2 separate regions of the Drosophila melanogaster genome follow, and region 2 is linked to region 1. Evidence: chromatin contacts called from public Hi-C data. All regions are on one chromosome and are shown on one strand. The core of a region is the stretch at or near the end of the contact, and the rest is flanking DNA. Distances in the headings are between cores, read along the strand shown.

Evidence for each region. A called contact is a pair of places that touch in the nucleus more often than the background predicts.
Region 2: a contact with region 1 is called in a Hi-C map of the Kc167 cell line, with 3 times the contacts expected there. The contact joins the promoter of Gyf here to the promoter of Ank in region 1. A contact is called at or near these places in 17 of 107 Hi-C or Micro-C datasets (the Clone 8 cell line, the Kc167 cell line, the PNm cell line and 7 more).

Annotation. Positions count from the first base shown.
Region 1 is chr4:128,466-136,038 of dm6, forward strand. Ank (Ankyrin) reads right to left here and starts at 1,384. Exons shown (of 12, transcript NM_001169348.2): 1 at 1,333-1,384; 2 at 857-977. The coding sequence starts at 961. It overlaps anne (anne boleyn), which reads left to right and starts at 3,755. Exons shown (of 11, transcript NM_205865.2): 1 at 3,755-3,822; 2 at 4,721-4,766; 3 at 5,123-5,248; 4 at 6,206-6,499. The coding sequence starts at 6,253. lncRNA:CR43956 (long non-coding RNA:CR43956) reads right to left here and starts at 4,409. Exons shown (of 1, transcript NR_073614.1): 1 at 4,209-4,409.
Region 2 is chr4:863,259-870,990 of dm6, forward strand. It overlaps Gyf (Gigyf), which reads right to left and starts at 3,767. Exons shown (of 10, transcript NM_001169357.4): 1 at 3,718-3,767; 2 at 2,673-3,036; 3 at 2,444-2,614; 4 at 2,090-2,384; 5 at 1-1,153. The coding sequence starts at 3,008. unc-13 (unc-13,) reads right to left here. Exons shown (of 28, transcript NM_001297788.1): 28 at 7,672-7,732. It also overlaps asRNA:CR43425.

The sequences.
Region 1 (7,573 bases), core at 134-2,633:
GTGGGCGTGGCAAAAAGTTTTTTGGCAAATCGATAGAAATTTTCAAAACCAATAAATATATGAAAATATATCAAAATATTTTATAAAAGTGTGGGGTTGACAGTTTTTGCCCGGTTTGTGGGCGTTAGAGGGCGTGGCAATTTTGGAAACAAACTTGCGATGCGGCTGTGGAATCTGCATGCTTAGCCTCAACAGTCCAGATTTTATAGTTCCTGAGATTGATACGTTCATACGGACAAACGGATGGACAGGAAAAGATCGACTCTGGCTATTTATTCTGATCAAGAATATATATTCTTTATATGTATGGCCGGAAACGCTTATTTGTACCTCTTACATACTTTTCAATGAATCTAGTATGCAAACTAAGAAAATACAGTTTTAAAACTGATCGATGTCCCAAATAAGAAATCTAAAATTCAATAGAAAATGCACGAAATAGAGGTGTATGTACTTATGTATGTACGTTCCAAGAATCAAATATGCTTGCTTGGAATGCTAGTTCCCGAGATTACAGCTCATTATACGGACATGTCCAGATCGACTCGGCTTATTATCTAAATCATAAATATTTGTATACATATGTATTATAAAATGGTACGATTAATGGGTATAATTATTTTTCGTTTACTCAGTATGTGAATATGCATAGGAGTATACTATACAAATGTAAAAATTAATACATTCATATACATATACATACATGGCATCTGCCAATTATTTTGGCAATGAGTATTAATTTACTGGAAACGCCCATATACGAATGTATGTACATACATATACGTACATCACTAAATTTAACCCCATAAATGTATTTTTGACAACATAGAATAGTAGTAACCCGCATAAATATTACCTGTTTTATGATTCCATTCTTGTTGTCTAAAGCCATTCCATTGATAGCACAGGTTTCACTTCTTGTTTGTATTTTGTTCTCAACTCGTACATCACCAAGCGTCATAATTTAATATAATGGCCTAAATATTAAAAAAAAAGTTTTCATACAAATAAAAAGATTTTTTAGGTATGTAAAATTCACGCAATTAGTATATGATATATAAATGCATATTTATATTCCTTTAAGCCTACAATAAATTTCGTTTCATATTTTTACTGTATTTATAGCTTATCACTATTTTAAAAGCACAATAAAAAGGACAGGAATCAAGAAAAGTTTATCTTAGTTAACAGAAATAAATATTACTAAGATGTTGACCAATTATTAAGAATTGATATATATAGACAGTGTTATATGTATTTACATAGAATGTTCAGACGGCTTATTACCAAAAATAGTTCGATAGGTATAAACTTTTTATATCGTTTTCCTACCATATCAAAATTCCATTTACGCAACCAGTGCTGCTGTTGCATTATTATAAAGGATTTTATTATACGCGCATGCTCCGGTAATCGAATTCTAAGAATTTTAGGATTTCGATTTGAAATCGCAAGGTCGGTGGTCCGGTTTTCGAATTTATAAAATTTTTTCGATTTGTAAAATGTGCACTTTGGCCGAAGTGCCTTTTTTATATCAAAGCAGATCTTATTTACTTAGGATAAAATAGTTTACTCATTGGACTATTGATGTTTATGCCACATCATCACAAGATCACTCTGCCCCTTAGTTATTTAAAAAAAATTGATTTCTGACCCCAACTCAGATTTTACAAGCAAAATTTTCGATTTGGCAAAGGGTTGATAATAAGGTCGCAAAAAGCTATCAGGAAGTTTGCCATACAGTTAGTAAAACGAAATAGGAGAGTAAAAAAAACTTATAAATTATAGAAGAATTCAATCATTAATTTAAGGGGGGCGATAGGGTTCTTTGTAAATTATGCGTTTTAATTTTATCACATAAATGGTTAAAGTGCAGTAAAGAAAATAATTGCGAAAATGGGAAATAAAACTGTGAAGAGGCGGACGCTTCCAGAAAATATGTGAAAAGAGCTTAGCCAGCTGTTCACTGTTTAATTAAGATTCCGATAGCAAACATTTCAATCATAAGATTTTGGCCAAATCGAAGTCCAAAAAATTATTACAAATACCTGAGCCTGCCTTAGAAATTCTCGGAAATGTTATTGTTATATTAAAAAACATTCTAAGGGAAATAAGTTAAAAGCAAGAGACAACGCTATAGTCGACTCTCCCGACTATCAGATACCCGTTGCTCAGCTAGTTCAAGTGATACTGACAATTTTCAAAATGATTTTTTATCGGAAGAAATTGGGGTAAAAAATTAATTTTAATGCTCTAAGGTGTTAACGGGATATATTTGGGCATCTTTTTGGTGTCAGAGTGGGCGTGGGTTGACATATTGTTTTTTAAATATCGATAGAAACTGCAAAAAAATTAAATCATTTCTCAAAATTGTGGGTATGGTAGTTTTGGACGGTATTAGGTCGTAAACTCTAAGCCGTTGCAAAAAATTGTTTGCAAAGCGATAGAAATTTACAAGACTAACAAAACTGTAAAACATTCGCAAACATTTTTAAAAAATTTGGGCGGGGCAGTTTTGGGCGGTTTTACGGCTCTAGAGTGTACGTAAAAAAAATTTTTTTCGTCATGTTAATAGAAATTTACAAGACAAAATATTAATATGAAAAAATATCCTAACATTTTGCAAAAGTGTGGGCGTGGCAAAAAGTTATAAGGCAAATCGATAGAAATTTAGAAGACAGAGAATAATTCGAAAACATTTTTCAAATGTATAGGCGTGGCAGTTTAGGGCGCTTTGTGGGCGTGGCAGTTTAGGGCGGTTTGTGGGCGTGCCAATATGGTGCAACAAACTTGCACTGCGTCTATGTCTAGAATCTGTATGCTTTATCTCAACCTTCTAGCTTTTATAGTTCCTGAGATCAAGACGTTCATATTATTCCATTTTATAAATCCATTTTTCTTGTATAGCACATTTCTGTAAGTCGTAAGGTCAAGAAGGACAATTTGGTGTCGTAGCCCATCCCACAGAGCACATTCGTAAAAATCTGATTCTGGTCTAGAACATCTGTTTTATTAAAATAAACATCGTAAATTGTGCAAACTGTCTACATTGAATCATTTATATTACCATTATAATTACAAACAATATTCTTATTAGAATATCTGTTTTCGTGTGTTTGCCCTATGCTTATATATGATATATATATATATATATATATATATATATACATATATATATATATGTGATATATTAAATTCTACCGAATATACGCGAGCTACACTATAATCTCTTCTTTAGTATAAAGCTTAGGATACATAATAATGAATTGCAGCTCGAGCGTTGAAGATGGCTTTGAATGACTTGGATCAATTGAGTCTATGCATAAATTTTAATCATTTCTCAGGAAAACAATAAATAAATGTAATTAAAATACTAAATTGACTATATACTATATACATATATGCTGATTAATATTCCTTCTCGTAGTGAATTCCTGAATTGTATTTCAGAAAAAGAAGAATTTTCAGTTGCATGTCTTATGTATCAACTGCTGAATTTTCAACAAAAAATAAAAGTTAAATGATTACAGATACAGCATTAGTTCAGTGTTATGACAATAGGTAAATAAAGTACATGTGTATATTTGTACCTATGTATGGGATTCAGATCACCGCAGCGGGAAATAAAATACACCATCGTCCCAAAACTCTTCGATCTTCTATGAAGCTACCTTGGCGTAAAAGAGAAATCGCCAGTGTAAATATCTATTTGAATATTTTTTTCTAAATGTATTTACTTTTGGGTGCGCTTAAACATTATTTGAAATCCATCAATAAAGGGATGTGGACAGGCAGTTTTATGGTGACACCAAAATAAGAATTGTAATTATTGTGAACGCATCACATTGCCTTAATATTTTGTTTTTTAAGGCGTACATATAAATCGTGAAGTTACTATACGTTTATGTAAATTTAACATACGTTTATTACATAGTATGGCTTTAAAATAATGTCTATATGCGTAAAGATATATATATTAGAATCTAGATACAATATATGTATATACACAGTCCTTCCATACACATGCATGTATCTATGACATGTTTGGACTGATAGATTTTATATTATGTCACGAAATATAAAAGTTTTGATGAAGTTTCTATGACAATGATGCCATTTTACTAAGTGAAGGTTTTTACATGAATTAATCTAAAATACATATTTTTTTTATCTAAGTGAAGTAACTTATAGTACAAGCGTCTCAGTTACCAAGTAAAGATTAGCTATCTATTCATATTTGTTCGGGTTATTTTTTTGACTGCACCGGTATTGCCAATGTCAGTGAAATGGGAAATGATTGGTTCGTTGTTCATGAAGTTGCTTCTTGTAACTTTGGATATTAGTTAAACAGACCACCGTAAATGAGACTAGTTTTTATTGTAGCATTCAATGTCGATGCATATTAAAATATCAGAGTCAATCTGGCCACGCAACGCCAATTTGTATTGGTTGGTTTTTTATTATAAATATATTCGTCAAATTTTTATAATTATAATGTATAAAATTATGTTTAATTAATTAAATTTCCTGTACATAAGAGTGTTATTAACAAATTTCTTCATGTATAGCTCACATTTTATGCGTTAGGTTTAATCTATTTACGAATTTTCAGAGTGTATTAAAATTTGTTTTGTCCATTTTGTATTATTTATTACCTATTTAACTACTTCTTTCCATTAATAAAATTTAAAATAATACCTGGATGAAAATCGCATTGCAGAACTGGTCATCTATGGAACAACATTGGAGTTGCTGGACCTACACATGTATGTATGTATATGAATGTAGCTATAATTAGGAAAACGTTATTAAAACTCACTGCAGAAATTCAGTTATTCTACCTCAATTTCTTTTCCAATTTGTATACTTGTTTAGAGATTAAGCCATGTCGTAGATGCCGCTCTAGTTTGTCTAGTTTATTGTTTTTGCCTTTGTCTATCCAATTTTTATAAATATATAAAAAATATTAAAAAATAATTTTTTTAAGTGCCTTTTCAATTTCTGTTGATGTGAGATTGAATTATTATTAGTAAAGATATTACGATTGGGAAATTAGCTTACAGTTGAATATTAAAAAACGTTATTAGATTCATTACATATTACAATTTGCATTCCATTTCAGAAATTTATCACTTGGTCAAACAACAAGGAAGAGCCTATTAAAGAAATTGAACTAATACCTGATTTTGCTTGGGTAGCTATTAATGTGCCACTGAACGGTGTTTTTATTAAAATGATTGAAATTGAGGTATATAACAAACAAAAAAAATAGTTATGTTCCCTACGTGGAATTCCACTTTTAATTTTAAATCGATACTTTTTTGCACAGACTACTAAAGTTCATCATTCTTAATTACCATTGCCAAGAAATTCGCACCTGTCATACTAAGAATTTAATCCGAGGGATTGTATCGTAATGAATTCATATCAAGGTGTTATAAAGAAGAAACTGGAAAAAAGTAAGATATTATACAGAAATGTGCTCAACGCGTGCTTTGGTGTATGTGTATTCACATTACCACTTAACAAGTTAAAGGGTGTCCTGCCCAGAGGAACCAGATTAAGCTTGAAGATTTTACAAAAGGAGTACATCAAGCAATTTTTTTTTGAGAAGCGTGTGGGAAGCGGAGGAGCTGTTTTAAATTTTATTACGTTTTTTGGATGATTAATAAAGAACTGGAGAAGAAGCAAACCAAAAAAATATCAGAGCCTAAATCCTGCAGGTCTACAAACGCAATTTTCACTTAAACGACGGCAGCTAAAATTATTGCACTTTAAATTATTAGCCAATAATCATGTGCCATTTAACTTAGATATCCAACCTCGTCCAACATTTTTGAGCCGGGTAGGCAGATCGAACTGCTCTTCAATGATGTTACAAATTTTGTTCGCTTGCTTTCTATGTTGTTTAAGAGAGACATTTTACAAAGATGGCAAATGTAGCTGACATTAAAATTTGCATAATTGCATAAGTGTTAGAAACAAGAATAAGAACCAAGAAGTATATTCAAAGTGTCGAAGAATTTATAATTGCCTTCACTTGTAATTTTAAATTGTTCAGAAATGTTCGCAAGTCAGAGCAAGGCTTGTGATTCTCCGAGTGAGACTGTGCACCTACAGTCTTTACCAAATCATATTGAAGATCTAAAATTTAGAAATTCTGATGTTGAAACGGATGATGATCTTCACTTCCCTGGAATTGCAGCTAAAAATAAAATCTTGAAGCTTAGCTGGTGGCATTCTCCTGTTGATATGCATTATGTAGCGACAGAATCAGTGCAACCAAAAAAAAGTGATAAAGTACCGAGCAATAAAATTAAAAAAGTTGAGAACAATAATACTTTAGTTAATGGTTGTAGTAAAACTTCAGCAAGATCTGTTCCATTACTCAAATATAATCGTCCAGACCAGGATGGGGACAGCGAAGAAAACATAACAAGCGTTCTTGAGCCAAACGTTGATGAAATCTATTCTAAAGACTCAGAACGGCTTGTGGATGGTAAGTTATATTTTTAGCTTGTTAATTACTGTTGACAATTTTTTTTTGTCTACTCGCGAGAATAACAAAAAAAGGATGCACCATCGATTTCCCTCTGAGTAGCAGTCTTCGTTGCTTTTGCTTTTGATTTTCTGAATATCGCATAGTCGTTAGACGCAGCGTCGTTAGACACATCCCTTAATGAGAATACGAGCGGCGATTGATTGTGATTTTTGAATTCCAAGTTATATAGATTTATTTTTAGCATTAATTTCTCATATTTCGTACTAATTTTGGCATTAAAAAATTAAATTTATTTTTAAGAAATAAATTTTCTTTTAACTTGTGAAATTCACAGACACGCATACATGAGCCAAATACTTATTGAATCGTGGTCCGGGTGATGAGAGCAAAGGAAAAGGAAAAATGTGAATAATTTCAAGGGATTTTTTATGAAAGTCTACACTATGACTTATAAACAACTATTTTTCAACGATACATTCAGAGCTACTATGTAAATCTCTTCGGCTCTAAAAAACAGCAAACGTGTGTTCCGCAAGAATATCTGCGGTTTCAGGTATTTTTAATAGCTTCAAAAACCAACAAGCGTCCGATGGTGCCGTATTGTTCGCGTCTAGTCACATTAATAATACCCGTTACTCGTAGATTAAAAGGCTACACTAGATTTGTTGAAAAGTTTGTAACATGTAGAAGGAAGCGTTTCCAACCATATAAAGTATATATTCTATATACATACATACATATGTATATTCATGTTTTTATTAATTTTCGCGTCGACTTTAGTCTGCCAGCTGAATGCTTGGCGAAAAGTTTTAAGTAGGTTTTTAAGGCAGTTAAAGGATGAATAATGATTTAAGACATGGCGTTTAAATTTGATTTGTTGGCTTCGAGTAAATTGCTTTTCTATATATCGAAAATTCTCAGATATGATTACTGACTGCATTTTAAATTACCTACTAATTAAAAGTTTAAATAGGTGACTAATGTATGTTCATATTTTTAAATAAATATGTATATGCATTTGTATGTATATGAAGCAACAAATCTGTTTTCAGCGTTGTTGTATTAATATAT
Region 2 (7,732 bases), core at 2,517-5,016, 740 kb after region 1:
GCCGTTAGAGGGGCTGGTATTTGACCAACAGGAATGTTCTCTAGTTCTATCGGAGATGGAAGTAGGTGACTGTGCGTAAATGGCATGTTACCATGACAAAATTTTATAAGCTCTCCCAGCGGTCTAAACCTATTATCAGAGTACCGGCGTACAAACAGGTTCTCATTAAAGTAGCCAGCGCGATACCATTCCGTCATCTCAACGGCACTAAATGGCCCCTGAACATTTGCCTGCGGATCCCGGTAAAACCACAATTCGTTTAGATTTGGAGTGATGATATGCGGTGTAGGAATCATTGGAAATTGTGGCAGGTGGTGCATGTTATGGTGTTGCATTGTCTCATGATCCGAAAACGACACAACTGCATGGGATGGTGGAGCGACATCTGTAATTGTAGGGGTAATTTGTATAGGCATGGTGGAAGGTGCTTGCCGATGCACTGCTGTAACACTCGGTTTTACGTTTATCTCAATGTCTGCCATTCTTGGAAGTGCAGCTGTAAACCCGTCATGATTTTGATGTTGGCTTTGATTCGAAGAGATTTTATGATCATCATCCATTATAAGTTTTTCTACTTCATCGGCGACCTCTTTAATCCGATCTGAAATATCTCCATGGATCACTTCCTTTGTCGTTGTAGAGCTTATTGGAGATAAACTGCTTTCAACTTCTTCTTGCACAGCTGTTGTATTGGTATCTTTCGTTAATGAGGTTTCTGGAGTTATATCGTTTCCACTATCTGGATCAGACAGGTCTTTACTTTTCGGTCTTTTTACATCGTCATAGGAGTCTAAGCTTTTGGTTTTTAAAGTATTATGCGAACTTTTGATAGGTTTTAGATCAGTATCTCCATGAAAGGCTCCACTAGCATCAAAACTGCCACCCAATTTCGATGGATTTTCAATTGCCCATTCGGGTAGATTTTCGTCGGCATCAACACCGGCTGCATTATTAACAGTCCATAATTGAGATATTTTAGAACTCGACAACCGTGGGTGCGATATGCTCCCTACTCCCTCTGCAGCTCCGATTCCAGATCCTTTATTGTTTCCAGTCCGATCTGTACTTAAAGTCGCAACTGTTGAAATTGAGCGTTGTAAACTAGCTGCATTGTCGACGCTAGGATCTTCATCACGCCAGCTTGTAGATCTTCCTAAAAAAAATTTTTTTTTAAGTTCTATACTGTTGTTCAATAACTTGGACTATTTAAATTTTAACTTGGTTCATCTTCTTAGCAAATATAGCAAACTTACTAAACAGAAAACCGCTATAGTCGAGCTATTGCAAAACTGTTACCCATTTAGTTAGATACTAGAAATGCAAGCGATATTCAGATATACAAGTAGGAAAGCAAATATGTCAGTGATTGTACACCTGATCCACATAGCGGCAGAACACTAACTCTTAATCACTAAGCACGACAAAAATTTTATAAATACATTATATATACAATTTATTATAGTATCCAAACTTCGATAGAAGATTACCGGGTGAAGAAGTACATTTTAATAAAGCGTAAAGCGTATCAAAGTGTAAAAAGTATATTTGGTTACGTTGTTATGTATAGGCAAGCCCATATTTGAATAGTTTGAACTGTTAGTTAGTTGGACTTTGATACATAACACTTAAAATGGGCTCGCGTTTTTTTATTTTTCAATTTTGATAAATCAAGTCTATTCTGGAAAAAAAAAGATCATTATTTGAAAACGTACTAAAGCTACCAGCGATGTACTTTAGGAATGAAATAAAAACAAGGCCTGATGCATTGCATAGAAATTACCATAGGGATTTCAGCTGGTCTATTAGCATTTTTGTTTAAATATTCTCATATAAAATACTTCATTAACTAAAACATTTAATCTTAATTTTAATATATTTATGAAAAGGTTTTTTAGAATACGTTTTAAAGAAACACAAACTTTACAACAGATTGTAGCATGAATGGTATCGAATGAATAGCCAACTATATAGGCTGGGGAAAGTTTTGGAAAGTCAAATTTACATGATAGAGATAGCAGTACATGTATTATTGTGCTCATATGTGTAGGAGTAAAAATGAAAAATAATAATATAAAGGTAATTGACTGACCCCACCGATGGCTATTGGTACCAAAACCTGCGTTTGTACTTCCACCGACGACACCGCTCCGCCAACCAGCAATATCGGGTCCGCTCATGGAACCGCTGGAGGATGGACCATCACCGGATCCATCTTCGTTACGTGTTCGTCGCCAGTTTTCCAAGTTGCGATGATTATTAGAATAATCTTTTCGAGGACTTGAGCTTGGAGTTCCATTCCAATCTAGAGCACCAGAGCCACTAGTGGAGGTGGTGGTTGCCGCAGAATCTCCAGTTCCGTTGCGGTCGCTCCATGTGCGTTCGGCCTGGCAGAAAAAATCAACAACTAATCGTACTTCCTTATTTAGTTCGTATTTGCAATTACCTTTGATATAACCGATAAGCTTTCATCATATAGACCGCTTGGGCGTTGGTATATCGGATGATAGGCCGATTTTCCGCGCATCCGTCCCCGGTCAACGGTTCCACCACGTCCAGAGCCTCGGGAGGCACTACCAAATCCACTGGGCGAGCGCTGCAACCAGGCAGGACGAGACTAGTTTCAAAGAAAAGTAAATTATGTTCTAAAACTCATGTCAAATTACTTCACATACGTTATTGCCAAGTGAGTTTTGGTTGATGTCCTCCTCGGAGCTCGGTGTCAGTGCAAGAGGGCACTGAACCTTTTCCACGAAGAGCTTTTTGAACGATGGCAGGATCTGCGGCAGTAGGCAGTTCCGATCGAACAAGGACAGCATTTCCTCGCGTCCGTACCGGTATTCTGGAAATAGATTACGGGAAGCGGATGCCGCCGTGTTGTTTCCCAGGTTGTGCCCTCCAATCGAATTGTTTTGAGCTGCATTACCAACGTTGTAGGTACTGGGAGAGCCCGAAGGCTCGGCTGACATATTGCGCAACCATTCCGGGCCAAATTTCATTGAATCTGTCATTTTTATTTGCCTCTTGTTTAATGTTATGCTGACAATAAGTTCAAAAAAGTTTTTGGTTGATTTATTTGTAAGAAAGGCAATGAAATCAAATTTTCAGTGTTTTTGTTAAACTCCTAATGGCTTTATGATTCTGTGCACAATTGTTTATTTTTCAAACAGTTCAAGTTCTATAAATAAAGCAAACAGCTTCAAGTCTTTTTCAAAGCAAACAGTACAACAAAGGATTTATTTTAAAGCTTAGTTAAGAACTAGTGATAAAAAAAAACTTACCAGAGCTTTACAGAATGGATAGTAAAAGTAAAATAATATAATATAAAAGCAACACAGAAACCTAACCTAAAATATCAAACTGATTGTCACACACGAACGCGAAATACACATGCACCCTCATCACACATTAAAATTAACATGTTTATAGAATTGAAATGTCTGATTCGAGCTTTCATGTTTGAAATATAGAACTAATAGAACTAATATAGATCTAAAAGGTAAAAAAAATTCGTAAGTATCTGGACGCATACAGACACACAGTGATGTATGTACAAATTTTTGATTTGTGTGACTTTATCACACTGGGCGGGTGTGTTTTATTTTAAAGATTGTTTAGTTAATTCTTCTGGTAATCTTAATAAAATCAAGCCACTATAACTGCACATCCTAAAAAAATTTTTTAAATTGAATTTCGTAAAAATATTCAACTTACACGTACCACCGAGATATCTTAAAATACCAACGCCAACATAAGATAGAGCAAGGCCAGCGTGGCCGTCTTGCGATATGTCAAGCTTCCAATTTAATTTAGCACAGGGGTATTCTTGCCACTTTTGCTTCTTATACACTAGCTCCACTACTACTAGTTGACAGATACATCACCCTTGTCTTCACATTGCAACATCAAGCACCGGGATTTAGAGAATGCATAAGTGTCAATCTTTAAATCAACCAATCCGTCTGTCTGTAAGAACGTCTCGCTTTCAGGAACTATAAGAACTAGAACTTAAAGCATGCTGATTCTATAGATATAGACGCAGACGATGTTTCCACGACCACTAACTATGTGTTGATTTTTTTCTTTAAGTTGAGTAACGGGAATTCTTGCTTTAATATTATTATTTAATTATTATCACTGCCAAAGCTAGATTCCTACCTTGTTGTTAGCTTTGTATTGAAACTTAGTCTTTCGGAATTGTTAATAATTTTATATTTAACAAGCAGTCGATTTTCATTTCAAGTTCAAGTTTTTCAGTATTATAACATAACAGTAGAAATAGTAAAGTGTAAGTAAACGATGTATTAGTTTATTTTGAATAAATATATAAATACAAATGTATATATTTAAATATATATATATATATATATATATAGTAGTGGATATATATATTTATATATATATATATAAATTTTAATATGGTTACATTATTTTCATAACCGTTTTCATAACCACGTTTGTCTGGTTTGATCCAAAATGAATACCTGGTTTGTGATTATTTTGGTCTTTTTACATAAGTCATGAAGTGAGGGGTATGTGTCAAAAATTTGCTGCGATGTATACGCACCCCTTTTGTCTTTTGTATAACTGTCTGTTCGTACGTATGAACGCCCAGATATTGGAAACGAAAATCGCCAATGGTGCATGTGATTTGTCTGAAAACGATATGACGCCCATAACGCTGATGCCCATGTTCTGAAGGATTTTCGGATACCTTAATCGTATAACAGCGAAGCTCGAGCGATCTTAATCTTTACCACGTTTCGAGGCAGTGAGTACATCTGAAATTTTGGCACTGTTCCCAGATCGGGCGCTTAACGCATCGCTTATAATGCTTTTAATTTAGCGTAAGGGTCATTTCAAAATGTAAACCAAAAACGCAGACTTCGTAACGAGACCTAAAGTCAGTTGCACCCGTTCTGAGCGTTCCTGCGTGTGGGGGAAAAAATATCATTGCAACAGCAGGATCTCAGCCTGCTCCAAGTTAGGAGTATGAGAAGGAATGGCGAGCAGTAGGCGAGGCTTCTCGTTATCTCGGCAAGGATGAAAACGGCTTCTAAGGCAGTTAAACTTTATACATATAATCTCCTACAGTACGTCGTTAACCAACGTGGAAAGGCCTTCAACACAGTTACAACGACAGGGTGAGTGCATAATATGTAAGCCTGATGTTGGTTCCCATTAAGTGCAAGATAAAGACAAATAAATATATATTAAATTTGAACCTCATAAGTAACAATGGGACGGTTATCCAGATTAGAGTTGATTGAATCCCCATATAATTCTATGGTTTAAGCTAAATTTCTGAACTATTAATTTTGTTAAGAAAATAGTGAAGTTCGGCACGCTGAAGTCGCCATGATACAAAAAAGATAAATATATTAAGAATGGAAGTAGTTATTTAATTTAGCTTTATTGTGCTATAATATTAGATCATGGACTAGAATTATAAGATTACTAGTATGCCTCCAGAAATCGAATGATATGCATATGGTGTAGGTGTTAAAAATATTTAAATAAACATGAATTTTGAATTTTTAAACATTTTTAAACATTTGAACAATAACATGGTGTCCTTGATATTATGGAGTAGTAACGGATTACTGTCTCCTTCACAGTACAGAAAGGAAATCTAATCATGTGTGGGAGCTCCCAAATATATACAGTCGCACCGAAGCGCTCATAGGGTGGTGGGCTAAGACGCGATTTCTACGAAAAATAGCCTCGTAGATATATCAATTTGAGGTCTCTATTCAAACGACACGCCCCACGTAAAATAAATAGTAGGCAAGAATTTTCTATATATATCGTGTAGGTGCCCATAGCTCACGGAAACGAACATTTTCAATGAACGCCGCTACAGGCTGTTTTGCTAGATGATTTTTGAAGGATATTCATCACGTAGGTCGTCCGAAAGAAACGAGGATAATGAGGGAATACCTTCGAGAAGTATGTTCAGTTCTTACTCAGGATAAGCAGGGAAATGAATGGCACATACATTCTGTGATATTTAGTGTATTGAATTTAAATTAAACTCTACGGAATGTTAGATTTTGCTGTTACCGTTAAGTTTTATGACATGAAATTTTGGTCTCGATACTGAGCAGTTTCCTGCTCGGAGGCCTGCACAATTTAATATGAATAACATTTTAACCAAAAAATAAATTTTTTTTTCTTATGTGGTTTTGCGAAATAGAATTTGTTAGTTAAGTTTTGTCTTAGGTCGGATCATTTGGAAATAATTGCTCTACTTAAAAAGTGTTGTAAAATACTCCGTTGTAAGTGCTGCCAAATACGTGAAATAAAGATCAACGTTACGGACGAAATTCTCATTAAATAAAGTATAAATATTAAAATATATGTAAGTATTTATTTCAAAGTATCTATTGACAAAAAAAATGAATAGTGAAAAGATAAAGTTACGAGGGTAAAGCTGTTAGATATTAAAAAGGTTTTATAAAAAATATGTGTAATGTAGAGTTGACGTAGACTTTAAGTGTCCAATTTTTTTGTGTTGTGAAGTTTAAGTTTGTTTATAATTCTAGAATTATATTGAAATTATATTGAAAATGGTTAAATTATTAAGGCACTTTAAACTCATTTTTAATTTTTTTTTTTTCGTGTAAGGAAGGAAGTTCGGGGAACTTAGCTAGCTTTCTGCTACATTCTAGCTTACAAATTCTAGCAACTGATTTTGACATTCATATGGAATACATATATAAATGTGTGTTTATATTATTTTGCAAACAGAAGCTATTTATTATTTTATTTTTAAAGACTGCACTTTAAAATGAAATAAATGTTTAGTAAAAAACCAGAGAGAATGCTATGCTATAATCGAGTACCCCGAGTACCCGTTACTCAGCAAGTGTGAATGCGAACGCAAAATTTCATCATTTTTCGGTATATCAATAGATTTTGGGAAATAAAATGAAAAAAAATTTTAAAAATTTTCCAAATTGTGGGAGTGACTGGTTCGGCGGCTTCAAGGCGTTAGACTAGAAAAAACCTCGACGTTCATACGGACATATGGACATGGCTACATTGACTCGGCTATTGATCCTGATCAAGAATATATATACTTTATATAATCGGAAATGCTTCCTTCCGCCTGTTACATACTTTTCAACGAATTTACTCTACGAGGAACGTGTATAAATACATACATTTTTGTTATTATTCTTGTTTAAGCATTTAATTACTCTAAAGTTATAAGTCCAAATATATACACACTCGGCATGCTCGACAGAATTAAAATTCACAACAAGAAGGAGATATATGTGTTGTATTGTTATTGTGCTCGTTTTTAGAACTTTTATTAATTATTGAGGGCCCAACTCATTGGGTTAGCATTTGACAAGGATAAAGCCAAGACCTCTTCAAGTATTACAATGTGCCATACGATTTATGAGACTTTTCGTCCTTTTGGATAAGCTACCGGCTCAACAAAACCTAAGCTGGTGTCTGCATCTATTACTTTACGCCCCCAGAGCTAGTTTAGAATTATTTAGCCCCTACTGAGACACACTTAAATATAAATATAAATATAAATAAATAAATATAAATTAAAGTTATATTAAAGATATTACTTCCATACTATGAAGACCTGCACATCCACATTTAGAGGTTTGCTTAAGGATCATCTTAACATGTTAATTATTATTTCCACGATTTACGTAATATACTTTATTTTATTGCAATAGAAAAAAATAAAGATTCACATGGACTTATGTGA